2 separate regions of the Sus scrofa genome follow, and region 2 is linked to region 1. A link is a contact called in public HiChIP or PLAC-seq data. All regions are on one chromosome and are shown on one strand. Each heading gives the region's core, a stretch centred on a gene start, on an enhancer-like site or on the middle of the called end of the contact. The rest is flanking DNA. Distances are from core to core; before and after follow the strand shown.

Region 1 (3,286 bases), core at 782-3,281:
TAGGTCGCAGAGGAGGCTCGGATCCTGTGTTGCTGTGGCTCTGGCGTGGGCCAGTGGATACAGCTCCGATTAGACTCCTAGCCTGGGAACCTCCATATGCTGTGGGAAGCGGCCCTAGAAAAGGCAAGACAAAAAAAAAAAAAAAAGAATGGATAAGCAATGAGGTCCTACTGTATAGCACAGGGAACTGTGTCCAGTCTCTTGGGATAGAACATGATGGGGGATGATATGAGAAAAAGAATGTATGTATATATATGTGTGTGTGTATACACATATATATACACATATATATATATATATATATATATATATCTGGGTCACTTTGCTGTACAGTAGAAACTGGCAAAACATCGTAAATAAACTATAATTTAAAAAATACAAAAAAAGACCCTGAAAAAAAATTTAAAAAAGAAACATGATAGCCCTTAAAGAAACTATGCTATCTTGTAGGAAATATGTAAAGAGTTAAATGAAGAAAGTTCTAGAGCTCAGGGCTCTCTCCTGCTGAGTTCAGCATTCAGTATTAAAAAAAAAAAAAAAAAAAAAGACCTCCCCCTTACTCCCCAAAGGGTTTCATACAAAATAATGCATGAAAGTATATGATATGAAATACACAACCTGGAAAAGCTCCTCAGGTCGAGCGTGCACGCTTACACACACACATACACACACACTCACACTGACCCTCTAGCCACACCCCATTGATCTTAGAAGACCCAGGCTCTTGGGAGTTGGTGGTTGGACCAGCAAACCTAGACACCAGGAGTTGACGCCTGTGGTGTCAAGGGCATCTCTCGGTAAGAGGGACAGCTGAGCGAGGAAGGGGCAACTTAACCAACACCCCCTCTGAACCGTGAAACCCCAGTCTCCCTCCAGAGCATCCCCAGTTTTCAATTCACTTTGATTAAATCGATAAGCCAGAATCCACTTCTGTGGTTTGTAACCAAAAGGACTTCACCAACCACAGCTATCTTGATGAATCTGCCCCTTGCCTGTCTCCGCTCCGTCCACCGGCGCATCCACGTGCCTGCGTGGAAGACAACCTAAGCAGACCTGTGCCGGGTGCTTTCAAACGAAGCAGGTCAAGGTTTTGCTCCTGAGGCTGTAATAATCCAGCCACAGAAACTGTGCTCAGGCCCTCAAAACATCAGGTAACGCAAAATCGGGCGAGGCCCTGGGCTGCAGTGAAAAGACACCTGTGCTGGGGAAGAAAACACGCTCGCCCAGCGCAGGAAAAGACCCCGCCCTGGAGCGCGGGCTTCTTTTCTCTCCAGCCCTCGGTAGTGAATCTGGACTTTGTAGTTTCCTAAGTGATTTCTCTTGCCTTTCAGTCCAGATGCAAAGGAGAAGTATTTACAACATCTGCAAGAATGACTAGGAGCTGCAGGGTGTGTCAATAGCCCCGCTTGATAAGGATTAATTTTAAATTCTGTACCCAAGAAGGCTCCAATCTGAGGTGCGGGTCCCAATTCGGGGATGGTTGCATTTCGGATTTTGCCTTCCCAACCACAACCAGGTTTCCATCTAATCCGAAGACAGGCGGGTGGGAGGGCGGACTGGAGGAAGGAGGGCTTTCAAGGAAGACGCTCTGCTCCGGGTCCTCACTTCCTGCCCGCAACTCTTTTCTTTCTGTGGCTCCAGGATCCTGCTGGCCGCTTTTCCCACGCACGTCCTCAACTTCACGCAGCCTTTCAGAGACTCCCGCGAGATAACGTCGGATGTGAAAGTTGTTTGTAAACGAAGCATCGGCTTAATGTTTCCATTATTGCCTGTGTCTTTATCCCACGTGTGCAGGCGACTCCCTCCTCTTCCTCCCACTCTCCCTGTCCCCTTCCCCGGGATGAGGGAATTCAGGCCAAGCTGGCCTGGTGCCCGGAGGTGCCAGTCAATTATGGGGCTGAGACTCTATGCCCCAGGCAGGGCCACAAAGCCACCAGGCTCCCCCGTTTCAGTTGGTCTCAGCCCAGCAGAGTCATTCATGAGCCAGCATCCCCTGCTGCTTCTCAGCCACCACTGGGAGCCTGTGACTCGGTCAGGGCACGGTGACAGAGACACACGCTAAGTGCGACCAAGCCCTCTGCTGGGACGCTGTGGTCGGCTTAGTGTGACTTGAGCTCAAGGAAGTGGTTTCAGGAGATAACACTCCCTTGACCCACAGGGGCGGGATGGGTTATCCCTATCGCCCGAGAAGGTCACCAAAATGAACCTGGTAACTTGAAAGCGAGACTCAGAAGGGCCCCGAGAAAGAGCTCCCCGGACTGGAGACAGCAGAACTCGCCACTTTTCATCTTCAAAGCCCAGAACCTCAATTAAGTAATTAATAGGTCTGGTCATGTTCGCAGCTCTCTGAAAATGAGACTGGGGGAGCTCTGGCTTTCCTTCCAGGGGATGTGCTTTCCTGGCGAGCCCAGAGAACTGCCTAAGAAGGCGATCAGTAACCCAGTAACCATCCTTGCTCTTCACCCCTCGCTCCGCACCCCGCAGGGAGGCAAGTTCCAAATCCGCTCTGAGGGTTCAGGGGCTGCCCCAGCCGGGAAATGCGACCAGACGTTGTACTTTGCTGCCCTCTTGAGGATGCTCTGAGGATAGCGGGCATCCAGTAATAGGAAGAAACCGGCTTTTTTTTACCCCTTGGAAGAGCGTCTGGTATGATCAAGACTTCTTCAAAATAGGAAAATACTAACCTAGAGTATAATAAATCCTCTCTTTTAAAAAAATTCAAAACCTAGAGGACTGTGTTGATACTGAGTTAAGAGTTCCAAGGGCCAATACCTTCCCAAAGAAACGAGAAGTTTCTTGAATTAATGGATGAGAACCAATCTTCAACATCAGAGGGCTAAAGGAAGGTAATTGCCCTCGATATTTATTTTCAATTTGGAAGATCCAAAGCAAGAAGACTTTGAAGCAGTCAAGAACTGATTAGAATTCTAGGCTTGGTGCCAAGGGGATAAATTGTCTGGTGACTTTTTGCAGAGTTATTGACTCCCTTTGCATCTGAGGCCCAGAGCCCAGCAGGGTATAAAAGCTTCAAAAAGCGCTCAGAAAAGGGCGTCATGCCCAGCACTGACAAGATGCAGAGTGCCAGGTCTGCGGGACTGTCCCCCATCATAACCCAGTCACCCCAGGGGGCTGCTGGCAGCTCAGTCCGCTCGAAGACCCATGACTGGCTTCGCCCATGAGGAGTTGCCATCTCTGCATATTTTGAAGGCTGTCTGGTCTCTCGTGGTTTACGGCTCTGGGCTGGTATGTCTGGGGATTTCTTGCTCTAGATAACATGTTTTAAATA
Region 2 (3,441 bases), core at 938-3,437, 120 kb before region 1:
TGTTGTTTTGCTTGACTTTTGATTGCTATTCCATTGCAAACTAAAAGCATCACTTAATATACATTCAATTTTAGAATAATTGCTATGCAGGTGACCTCGAAGTTTCTGACAGGCCTGATGTCTGCATTTGTCCTTTGACGGGTGTTTAGGTGGTGGCTCTGGGGGACGTTCCAGATGGCACTCTGGTCACTGTGATGGCAGGCAATGACGAAAACTACTCAGCTGAACTGAGAAATGCAACTGCAGCCATGAAAAACCAAGTTGCAAGATTCAATGACCTCAGGTTTGTCGGTCGGAGTGGAAGAGGTATGTGTCTGTCAAAACTGAACTTGAAACACCAAGTATTTACATGGCAACAAACCCAGATTTCAAAACATCTAGAAGTTTCTGTGATGAGATCCCCTAGAAACACAGTCATTTCTTCCCCTTATTATTGCTACGTTAAGCTTTTTAAAATATTTATTTAAAATTTAATATTTTTAACAGAATCTAGCTTTACGTTATTGCTTTCTCTTATTGAATTGGCTTAAAACTGATTTGGAAGCTTGGAAAACCAGAACTGTGAATTTCAAGGAAACGCCTCAGATCTTTACTAAATTGTAAAAATATGAAACTTATCATCATAGAAACCAGGACTGTGCAACTGGGGTTCTCTCTTTGATAATTTTCAGAAGTCTAGTGACTGGAAGCCTTTAACTTAGAATCCATGCACTATTTATGACACTTCTAATAATTTTAAGGGATATGCAGTGTATGATTATTGAAATGTGTTTCAAGTAAGGATATTTTTTATGGTAAAATAGGAAGAATTAGTGTTCATACCATTCTGGTTTGGTGAATTTGATGGCAATATGACCTTCCTATTATATATAATTTGGATGTCTTATTATTATTTGGAGGAGGGGTTGGGCCCAGTTAATATTTTAGATACTAATAATATGAAAGACTGGATTATCCATCCACAGGAACTATTTCATCAGTGCCGTTCTATGTGTAGTTTTATCTCTCCATGCCTGTTATCAGAGTATTAGAGCAGAAAGAGGAATCTTGGCTTGTTGTAAACTCCTCTGCTTTCCAGTTATTTTCAAATATTGTGTTTTCTTTGAAACACAATCTAAGTCATATTTTATAAGTAGCAGTAAGTACTAGCAGTTTAACTGAAGGAAATACGATAATTTCTTTGGAAAATCTCATTTTTGTAATATAGTGTTGAATAAGTTTACAAATAAAAGTTATTTTGAGTATATTAAAAAGACACGGCAAATACCTAAATAACAGTAGGTGGCTCCTGTATTTAAAAACTAAAAGTACATCCAGTGGACATTTAAACAGAAGAGTAATCATTACTCTTTATAAAGACATTCAGAAATATGAGAAAATCTATGTTCTTGGGAAATTTGTTTAGTCCAAGAGGAAAGAGGGCAAAAGCACTGTTGCCTTTTTTTGGCTATTGTTTTTGTGCTATCTTAGCTGCCGGGGACATTTTCAAAATAGAATCATAGGTGGAGAAAATTTTCAAAAACTTGTAACGTGATTGAAAATATGTGTTCATAGCACGTATCATTATGTTAATTATAGGACAATGTTAAGAAAATGATATCCACTTATTGAAACACAAATGATGCTATAAGATATACAAGCATAAGTCATTCTATGGGTTTACTTGCTATATTAAAAGTCCCTGCCTTTCAGTAAGTGGAATTCACATTATGATTCAGAGATGTGTGTTTAGAAAACATCTCAAGGGCTTCATATGAGTAGCTGGCAGAGTGGTTAAGAAGCCAATAAAAAACAAAAGCCTGACCGCCCCGTCCACACCTCCCAGCCTAGTAACCATCTCAATTCAATTCCTATGGATTTCTACTCATTATCAGAGTATGCATCTCTGTGGGTGTCCACGGGACAGGTTTTGGTTATGAAAGTTGGGAAATTTTTTAATGGCCCATGCCAACGACGTTTTCCTGTAAGAAGGGCAGTGGTGCCTCCTGGCAAGGCCCAGGGGGTTGGTGGTGATAAAGAGTGAGATTTTGAAAGCAGCATGCTTTCTTTTCTGGTGTTGAAGGCTGGTCTCTCGTCCATCACTGGCCATTTCTGTTTTGAGTGGGTGACTAAGAGGAGCTTGTGTTTACTTGGGTAACAGTGAACTGTTTCCCCAAGGTGTGGATTGTTTGCATTTGGCTGCCTGATTCGTGCCAGTATGCCCTTGAGTTTGCATAAAACCCAGAGTGAAATAGCTGCGACCAAGGCTGGGCTGTCTTCTGATAACCTGGAGCAGGAAAATTAGTTGAAATGCTCCATGTACGGACAATATCTGTTTTGAACAGGGCCTGCTACCCACGCATGATAGTAAGCAATCCAAAATAGAGGAACCTACAGTGAATGTTGTACCCAATTACAGTTACTGCGTGTATTGGTGATCTTGAGCGATTTTTTGTTGTTGTTGCTTTTGTTAGTGCAAGACAAAATGAGCTGTCAAAAGGCCCAGTTTGACTCTGTCTCATAATTTCTCCCCATAGTTGTAAAATACAGCTTGATTTTACTCTTTCATATCTAGTGTCAACATCAAAGCCTGCCAAGGATTTTTTTTCTTTTTCTTTTTTTTCTTTTTTTTTTCTTTTTTTTGCAATTTGCTTCCCATTAGGAAGAGAGCAAATGATTCTCCTTCATTTTAACAATTAGTCTAAAGCGTCCTCCCTGAATTTTGTCCTTTAGAAGTTTCACAATATTTTATTAAAGACTCTCCACTGTTTCATTTTCCGTGTTTGAAAATGTGTCTGAAACTATGTCATTGGCATCAACACGCCACACAGGGGCCCAGGAAGGTCCTGGCTGTTGGCTCATCCGAGCATTCCAGTGCCAGTTTCACATTCTGTCAAAAAAGCCACGGGTCTGGTGGATCCTCCAAGGGGCTCGGTGCTCAGTTCCAAAGAAAGAGTAGAGGAAAAAAAAAAAAGACTTTTCTTTTCTCAGCTGCCAGTCCCGGGAGATTGTCAAACCTTGTAGAAATCGCCAGGGGTTGAACATGGAAGGGTTTTTCTCTGTTCTACAAAACTGATCTGTCTGGGTGCTGGCCCATGTCCAGGACCACAGCTCCTAACCTCGGGTTCAGCCTGCAACTGGGAAAACCTGCCCATCCGGCTTTTACGGGCTTGCTGACAAGACCGGCCCCTACAAAATATTGGTGAAGGTTTCAGCAGGCTGAGGCGTCTTCTTTCCTTTGCCTTCCTGCCCTCCTTTCTCTCCCTGACAACGTCAGCCTCCTACAGGGATATCTCACCCTTGGAATTCTCCCTCTTGGATTCAGTATCTCCATCTAGACCGTTCCTTTACAAAGGAAGACCAGATAGCAGCTCCCAGGAGAGAGGGGAGGTGACATTGAAGGCACCTGGGGTTGTTCAGAACAATTCATGCTTAAGCACGCGTTCTGGGATGCTCCTCGCC

The links. HiChIP or PLAC-seq counts read pairs in DNA pulled down with a chosen protein or histone mark.
Region 2: a contact with region 1 is called in an H3K27ac HiChIP or PLAC-seq map of alveolar macrophages, with 2.1 times the contacts expected there. The contact joins two enhancer-like sites. A contact is called at or near these places in 10 of 47 Hi-C or Micro-C datasets (adipose tissue, alveolar macrophages, embryonic fibroblasts and 5 more) and 2 of 2 datasets of contacts at active chromatin or transcription factors (alveolar macrophages and skeletal muscle).

Annotation. Positions count from the first base shown.
Region 1 is chr13:198,338,441-198,341,726 of Sscrofa11.1, reverse strand. No RefSeq gene overlaps it. Among named protein-coding and RNA genes, the nearest start is that of CLIC6, 89 kb to the right of the region's middle. Within about 2 kb of position 2,031, at least 20 of the 83 cell types and tissues checked have an H3K27ac peak or open chromatin away from gene starts, as enhancers often do. A contact at or near this core is called in alveolar macrophages, where this site is marked.
Region 2 is chr13:198,458,542-198,461,982 of Sscrofa11.1, reverse strand. RUNX1 (runt related transcription factor 1) reads left to right here. Exons shown (of 8, transcript NM_001246252.1): 4 at 150-306. Among named protein-coding and RNA genes, the nearest start is that of RUNX1, 170 kb to the left of the region's middle. Within about 2 kb of position 2,187, at least 14 of the 83 cell types and tissues checked have an H3K27ac peak or open chromatin away from gene starts, as enhancers often do. A contact at or near this core is called in alveolar macrophages, where this site is marked.